Linked DNA regions of Ovis aries: region 1 is linked to region 2. A link is a contact called in public Hi-C data. All regions are on one chromosome and are shown on one strand. The core of a region is the stretch at or near the end of the contact, and the rest is flanking DNA. Distances in the headings are between cores, read along the strand shown. Region 1 overlaps SLC4A5 (solute carrier family 4 member 5). Region 2 holds the start of BOLA3 (bolA family member 3).

The links. Hi-C and Micro-C count contacts between places; a contact is called where the count stands out from the background.
Region 1: a contact with region 2 is called in a Hi-C map of mixed tissues, with 2.6 times the contacts expected there. The contact joins the enhancer-like site here to the promoter of BOLA3 in region 2. A contact is called at or near these places in 6 of 16 Hi-C or Micro-C datasets (blood, hypothalamus, liver and 2 more).

The regions. Positions count from the first base shown.
Region 1 is chr3:96,100,960-96,104,761 of ARS-UI_Ramb_v3.0, forward strand. It overlaps SLC4A5 (solute carrier family 4 member 5), which reads right to left. Exons shown (of 25, transcript XM_042248106.2): 9 at 694-851. Among named protein-coding and RNA genes, the nearest start is that of MTHFD2, 72 kb to the left of the region's middle. Within about 2 kb of position 2,327, at least 4 of the 54 cell types and tissues checked have an H3K27ac peak or open chromatin away from gene starts, as enhancers often do.
Region 2 is chr3:95,968,943-95,972,606 of ARS-UI_Ramb_v3.0, forward strand. BOLA3 (bolA family member 3) reads right to left here and starts at 2,309. Exons shown (of 4, transcript XM_027967016.3): 1 at 2,220-2,309. The coding sequence starts at 2,273.

The DNA of each region.
Region 1 (3,802 bases), core at 1,077-3,576, 130 kb after region 2:
TCCATTCTCAGCTTTTTAACTGACCATAAGCATCTCCCATATTCGCTCCCATGAATCCCATATTTGCTTTGGAGATACATTCCTCTTCATTTCTGCCTAGGCATCCTCACCATGCCCTGGTGTCCCAGAACTCACCCAACAACCCCTCTCCCACTTGACTGCTGCTGCTGCTGCTGCTGCTGCTGCTGCTAAGTCGCTTCAGTCGTGTCTGACTCTGTGCGACCCCATGGACGGCAGCCCACCAGGTTCCCCCATCCCTGGGATTCTCCAGGCAAGGACACTGGAGTGGGTTGCCATTTCCTGCTCCAGTGCATGAAAGTGAAAAGTGAAAGGGAAGTTACTCAGTTGTGCCCAACTCTTAGTGACCCCATGGACTGCAGCCTACCAGGTCCTCCGCCCATGGGATTCTCCAGGCAAGAGCACTGGAGTGGGGTGCCACTGCCTTCTGGAGTGGGGTGCCACTGCCTTCTGGAGTGGGGTGCCATTGCCTTCTCCGCTTGTTGGCTACTTCTTGTCTATGATTATTTTAAATAAACTCTATAAACCTCTTCCCCAGTCAGATCTCCCTCCCCAGCCAGTTCCCTAGTTTTCCTTCTTCATTTTAGGGGTGTCTCCAGCAGCACTGCTGGCTAACTGCATGGACAGCCGGCCACCCGAGGGTGAGTGTGGTGGGCGGATGTCAACGGTTCTCACCTGGTGGGCACAGGCACCTCGGTCACACCTCCCAGCATGGCTGACTGGATGAGACGCACGAAAGCGATGAATGGCTGGTCCAGGAAGTCCACCTCGCCCACAAGCACGTTGGAGGCTTCTGAGTCCTTGGGGATCTTCTTCATAAATTTGTTTTTCCGCTGGTCAGTGAGGGGGACGTGAGATACGCATGGGTACTCATACGCAGTGGTTTTGGCTCTTACTTAGCTCATTCAGACTACTCTGGAGGCCTAACCTTACAAAATTCTCCCAGCATTTCTCTAGAGACCGAAGGAAATAGCCCAACACTCTCCTGCAGTCTGCAGATGAGGAAACTCAAAGTTGGTTAACCCCAGGGACCAGCTAAGCCTTTCGTAGATGGGAAGGAGCAGGCAATGACTTGACCGCCCCGCCCCCCCAATACTTCCTTGTTCTACTGAAGTATGAGCTGAGGGGTCAGAGAAGAGAGCCAGGCTTGCTGGACAGCAGGTCTCATCCCCCAGCTGCAGCTCAAGCAGATGGGGGTCTTGGCTCATATACTCCATTGCCCAGCCCTTCGTCCTTTCTTCACCCTAGTGGCTATGGGAGGAACAAAACCATCCTGATGGGCAGAGTGGACGGACTTTGTTTCCTCTTTGCCACCAGCATTCTGGCTAATGGGAATCCCTGTACCTGTGGATCCGAGGCTATGGGAGACTTCTGTGCCCCCAAGTCACCCCCAGGGAACCTCCCAGGAAACTCATAGCTGCTGAGCCTTTCCAGCTGAGACTATTGAAGTGCCCTCCAGCCAGTCCCTCTGGCTGGTGTTTATTTAGGGCAGAAAGGTCAAATAGGCAGAGTGAGTGGGGTCTGATGTGAGAGGTGCTGGAGACAAGCCGCCTGCCCACTCTCTGTGGTTATGACTTCCATTCTATGAATAAGACACTGATTCCTCCCAAGACCTCTCAGACAAAGAAAACGCCCAGGGGTGGTCACATACATGCTCTTCATCTTGAACATCTTAGGGTGCATTAGCTTTTCAGATCACTTTCCCTCTAGGTAGCAAGAGGTGGGCGAGGGACAGATACAGTTTCAGAGAAAGAGGTGGGGAGGGGTGTTTGGGTAGCACAGGGCTGGTGGGAGTCCATAGCAGCTGACAAAGGAAGAAAGGGCCCAGGAGGAGCAGGCAAGTGCTTCAGAGAGATCCTTGGGTGCCACAATTTTGCCACTCACTCCCCACCTGATGGGAGTCTCTCCTGTGAGCACAGAAGCTCAGTGAAGATAGGTTCCTCTGTCCCTGGAGAGGGGTCAGCTGTAGGCATGGGCATGGCCAACAGGTCTTACCCCTTTGGGCCCACAGCCATTTCCTAATTTGACTCATGGAGTGTGTGATACAGACTGGGCTGGAGCCCTGCCAGCACTCGATAAGGCTCTGTGAGTAAGGGCTACACCCTTATAATCTCTTAAAACCACTCAGAAACATAAAACTGTCTATAACCACCCAGGAACAGCACCAAGGACCCTAATGTAGTGAGAAGAAGCAACAGCAGGTGTTAATGGGAAGGCCAGAATCCCCAGGACTCAAAAGGTCCCTTTGTCCCAAGCTCTGTCAGCTGATTCATAAGCAGGTTCTTCAGGATGGAGGGCTGAGCATGCCAGGGCAGCCACTGTGCCCCTGCCAACTCCATGTCCCCGGGCACCAGGCAGGGAGAAGCTCTAGGGGACTGGAGGAGAGGTCGGTGATAGGCGTGTCCTGGAGAACAAGGTTTTGGAACCACAGTGCTCTGGGATAGCCCATGTAGCATGTGTAACCGGGAGCAGAGAGGAGCGAAAACAGAGCCTGCAGTCCCAGGAAGGAGGCGGGGGTGGTAGTACCCCAGCAATGGACTGTGAGAGCGTTCTGGCTGGGCGATGGTCTGGACATGGGCCTGTCTAACCAGGGTCCTGCTGACCCCACTGCCTAAACCCGGGGGACTCTAGTCCAGCTCTGCCAAGTCACTGCACATGGCCACACTGTCTGAATCCATCTCTGCCCACTGGGAACTCACTGGAACTCAGGGCTGATGTGGAGTGGTAAAAAAAAGATGCACCTAAAGAAACCCTCTGTTGTACAAAACTGCTGTCCCCACAACAAGTCAACTGCTGCTACAAACACTGAGAAGCAGCATCCTACAACTGCTTAGGAGAACTGGACGCTGGTGCCTGGTGTTGGGCTCCAGTCCCTCAGTTAAAGGCAGCTCTGCTTGGGGAAGGTAGTGGATAGTATTCTTGTCACCACTTAGGCAGTAAAAAATTAGGTTGTGAAAAACTTTCACTAGCCAGTGCTTTCTTGTCATGGCTCAACTACGTGGGGTTCTTCTCTAAATAATATTCCAGGGCACTCGTTCCTAAGTCAGCCCCCAATTAAGGGCTCTAGAGTCAGACTGTCTGGATCAAATCATGGCCATGCCACCTTTCAGCTGCGTGAACTTGGGCATATTATTTCACTCTTTTGTGCCCTCATCTGTAGAGGGAAGGTGGCATAGTACCCTCACGATGCCCAGGAAACGCCCTGCACCGTGCAGTGCATCCAATGTGTGGACCTCAAATGTTGGTTGATGTTGTTATTGTTGTTTTATAAATATTTTGGCCACCAAAAGGCCATCCAGACACTGACTTCACTGACTTGAGGGAATGCTTTTGTTTTGCCTTCTCCCGAACTTGGGGCTGCCTGAACCCCGGAAGTCGCCCGAGCTCTTGAGAAGTTGGTACCAACTTTCAGATGCCCTTCCTCACCTTCCTTTCCACTCCTGGGGGCGCAGGCAAGGGGACCTTGAGACCTTCTGCCCCTGAGGTGTGAGTGTTTGGAACTGAGGGCAACTTCCTGTGCGCTTCCCTCAGGGGCATAGTCATGGGGCTCCTGGGCTGTTTGTGAGCTTCTGACCTTATCAAGGTTTCAGCCAAGCTGGTGAGAAACAAGAATTGACTTTATCCAGCACCAGCCAAGGAGAAGATACACTATTGCGCAGTCCAGCTGATTCACTATCATTAATGTCTCCATGGGGAGGCCCTACTGCTTCTCTACCCACCCGAGTCCCCACTTCATCATTCAAAGTGCTTGTGGGTGGGGGTCATGGCAGAGGCAAACTCTGTG
Region 2 (3,664 bases), core at 1,059-3,558:
TTGGCTAGGTCAAGCACATGCTGAAAAGAGAGACTGAAAATAGCATGGCAGGGACTTGCCTGGAGATCCAGTGGCTAAGACTCTGCACTCCCAATGGAGGGGGCCTGGGTTCGATCCCTGGTGGGGGAACTAGATCCCACATGCAGCAACTAAGAGTTTGCATGCTGCAACTAAGACTCTTGTATGATGCAACAAAGATCAAAAATTCTGCATGCTTCAGCTAAGACCCAGGGCAGCCAAACAAATCAGTAAAAATAAATATTGAAAAAAAGAAAATAGAGTATGGCAGGGCTTCAGTGCCTGGATAAAGACTTTGGACTTTTTACACAGGCTTCCTGATGCCAGTGTAACAATGCCTTTTGAAGCAAGTCAGGAAAGATTCCCAGATAAGAGTATCCTTAAAAAGGGAGTAGTACCAGGTTCCCTGGCTGGAGGAAGATGGTGGGCGGAGTGCTGCTCACATGCTAGTGCTGAAGGTACCATCCGTTCACCCCCTCAGTCTTGCCCATCCTCAGGCCTTTTCTGATGGCCTAGAGCAGGGTCCTGTGTTATAGAACCTCAGAGCACAGTCTTTAAAATACCTTGTGCACTGATTCTTTCAACAATTGGTCTTAGAGGCCAAGACATGGGTCTGTCCTGCTACTGCAGTCTTCCAGAACTGACCCAGGGCAGGCCCCCAGGAGAACTTGAGTGATGGATGAATGAATGAATGAGCAGGGGGGAAAATCCACACAATTCAGGGCATATGTACTGTGTGGTCAGTTGCTCAGTCGTGTCTGACTCTTTGCGACCCCATGGACTGTAGCCCAGCCAGGCTCCTCTGGCCTTGAGGATTCTCCAGGCAAGAATACTGGAGTGGGTTGCCATGCTCTCCTCCAAGGGATCTTCCCAACCCAAGGATCAAAGCCAGGTTTCCTGCATTGCAGGTGCATTGTTTACCGGCTGAGCCACCAGAGAAAACCGGCATATGTACTGCTGCTGCTGCTGCTGCATCGCTTCAGTTGTGTCCGACTCTGTGCGACCCCATAGATGGCAGCCCACCAGGCTCCCCCGTCCCTGGGATTCTCCAGGCAAGAACACTGCAGTGGGTTGCCATTGCCTTCTCCAAGGCATTAAAGTGAAAAGTGAAAGTAAAGTTGCTCAGTCGTACCCGACTCTTGGCGACCCCATGGACTGCAGCCTACCAGGCTCCTTTGTCCATGGGATTTTCCAAGCAAGAGTACTGGAGTGGGGTGCCATTGCCTTCTCCGGGCATATGTACTAGGTACCCGCAAAGAAGTCCTGATTCTAGCAGGCAGCTGAAACGCAGGTCAGGAGAAAGATCTGGAGGGAGACTGAGTGCTGTTCAGAGGGACAGAATCCTATGTTGTGGACCTGGGTAAGACTGGGTGGACGGGAGACCTCCTCTGAAAACAGTGCCCTGGGGGTGGGGGTGGGGGCAAAGGCAGAGGGTAGCCAGGTGGCAGGCAGCGCAGCAGTCACTAAAGGGTGACAGTGGGGTTAGCACTATGACTCCTTGGGAGAAGTCTTTCCCTCATCTCTGCTGATCTGCAGGCAGCGGCCTTTAAACCAGCAATCAACTGACAAAACCCCTGGAATGTCGATTGTCCACAATGAAAGTCTCCAGCAGAAGTGCCCTTCATGCTCCAGGGAGGCAGGTCCAAGGAAGGAAGAATGTGAAAGGAAAGCAAAAGAAACGGATGGAGTAAAGGGAGAATGAATCGGCAAAGGGGAGAGAAAATTAGGAGAGCGTATGGTGACTGCCCTCTACTGGCTCCCTACTACAGGAGTGTGAGATTTGGAAAGGGTCAAGGTCACAGAAGCCAGGAGGACGTTCCGGAGCCCTGACTCAGTCACAGGAACCAGCACGCACGCCTCGACTCCAGGCTCTGACTCCATGTCTTCGGCTCGGTAAAGCAACATTGCTTTTTCCGTGCCTGCTGTATTACGACTGTTTATGCATCCGTTCCCCTCGGCCTCAACCCCCACCCCGTTGGGGAGCTCCCCCAGCACGCGCCGGCCCTGACACTTCTCTCAGTACCCGTAGCCGGGGCCACTGAATGAATGAACCAGCAAATCAATGAATGAGAGAAAGGAAGGCGAAGCCCCTGGCCCGGCGCGTCGCCCTCCGCAGGCCGTCTCTCCAAACCCGGCCCGCCCCGCGGTCCCAGCGCAATTCCTGCCCCGGGGAGAGTGGCTCGGTCCCCGTCCGCGCTCACCCGGCGGGTTCCGCGAAGCAGAGGCACTGCCGCGGCCGGGCTCCACGCCGCCATGCCCGGCCGACGCGGCCCGCCGTCCGAGGTCGCCGCGTCGCCCGAAAGACGCGGAGTCCGGGACCAGAGCCGCCGCTGCACAGGCGAGGCCGCCCCCTGCTGTCCGGAGGCCGCGAGCCGCCCCGCACGCCCAGGACGCCCAGTCTCACCTGGCCTCCCAACCCTCGCCCCCAGTGGGTCCTTCCCCCTCGGCCTAGAAGCCGGTGCTTGGACTTTCCCTTGTCCCAAGAACCCTGGTGCCCTAGGTGGAACGCCCCCATTCCTACTCTCCACCAGAAAACCTGCTGCTAAACGGAGGAGCTTCGACTTCTCACTCCATGAGGGACCAGGGGGAGGATTTTAAGCAGGGGAGTCGTTTTCAGATTTGAGCTTTAGGAAGATCACTGGTCCCTGCGAAGAGCGGGGACAGTCGCAGTGGTCCAGAGACTAAAGGCCTGAACAGCAGCAGGAATCGGAAGAGTGGACTCGGACACCTGGGAGGTGAATGAATGGACTGGAAGACGGTATTGGCAGGAGAGGGGATGAAGGCGACAGGGATGACTCTCAGGTTTCTGGCTTGGACAATGAAATGGGTAGAGGAGGACTAGGTTTGGGGTGAAGAGGGTCGACTAACTCAGTTTTGGATGTCTCTGTATTGAAGGTGCCTGCAGGAAATGGCTCAGCAGAAGAGCCACTTGAGCCACAGATCTTGCATAGCCTGGCAAACTCTTGAGTTGTTTTGCAAAATTCAAACACCACTCCCATCCCCTGGAAAGCTCAACCAACCAATCAACTGGAAGCTAAGAAATGATAATGACCTTTCCTGACCCTCCTGACTTGAATCAACTAAAACTTTGACTCTGACAACTTTTGCCCCCGTTCCAGACTGAATTCTCCTGAGCCAAGACCCTTCATGAATGTGTATATAACCTTAGCTTAAAATTTCTCCACTTTTGCTCTTGGGGAGATACTGTGTTCTCCTTACTTGTTGCTGTCTGATCACTAAGTCATGTCCAATCCTTTGCAACCCCATGGACTGCAGCATGTCAGGCAGGCTTCCTTGTCCTTCACTATCTCCCCGGATTTGCTCAAACTCATGTCCATTGTCAATGATGCCGTCCAACCATCTCATCCTCTGTCGCCCCCTTCTCCTCCTGCCCCCAATATTTCCCAGCATCAGGGTCTTTTCCAGCGACTCGGCTCTTTGCATCAAGTGGCCAAACTATCGGAGCTTCAGCTTCAGCATCAGTCCTTCCAATGAATATTCAGGGTTTATTTCCTTTAGGATTGACTAGTTTGATTTTGTTGCTGTCCAAGGGACTTTCAAGTCTTCTACAGCACCAAAATTTGAAAGCATCAATTCTTTGGCACTTAGCCTTCTCGATTGAAATATAGCCTTCCTTATTACCGGA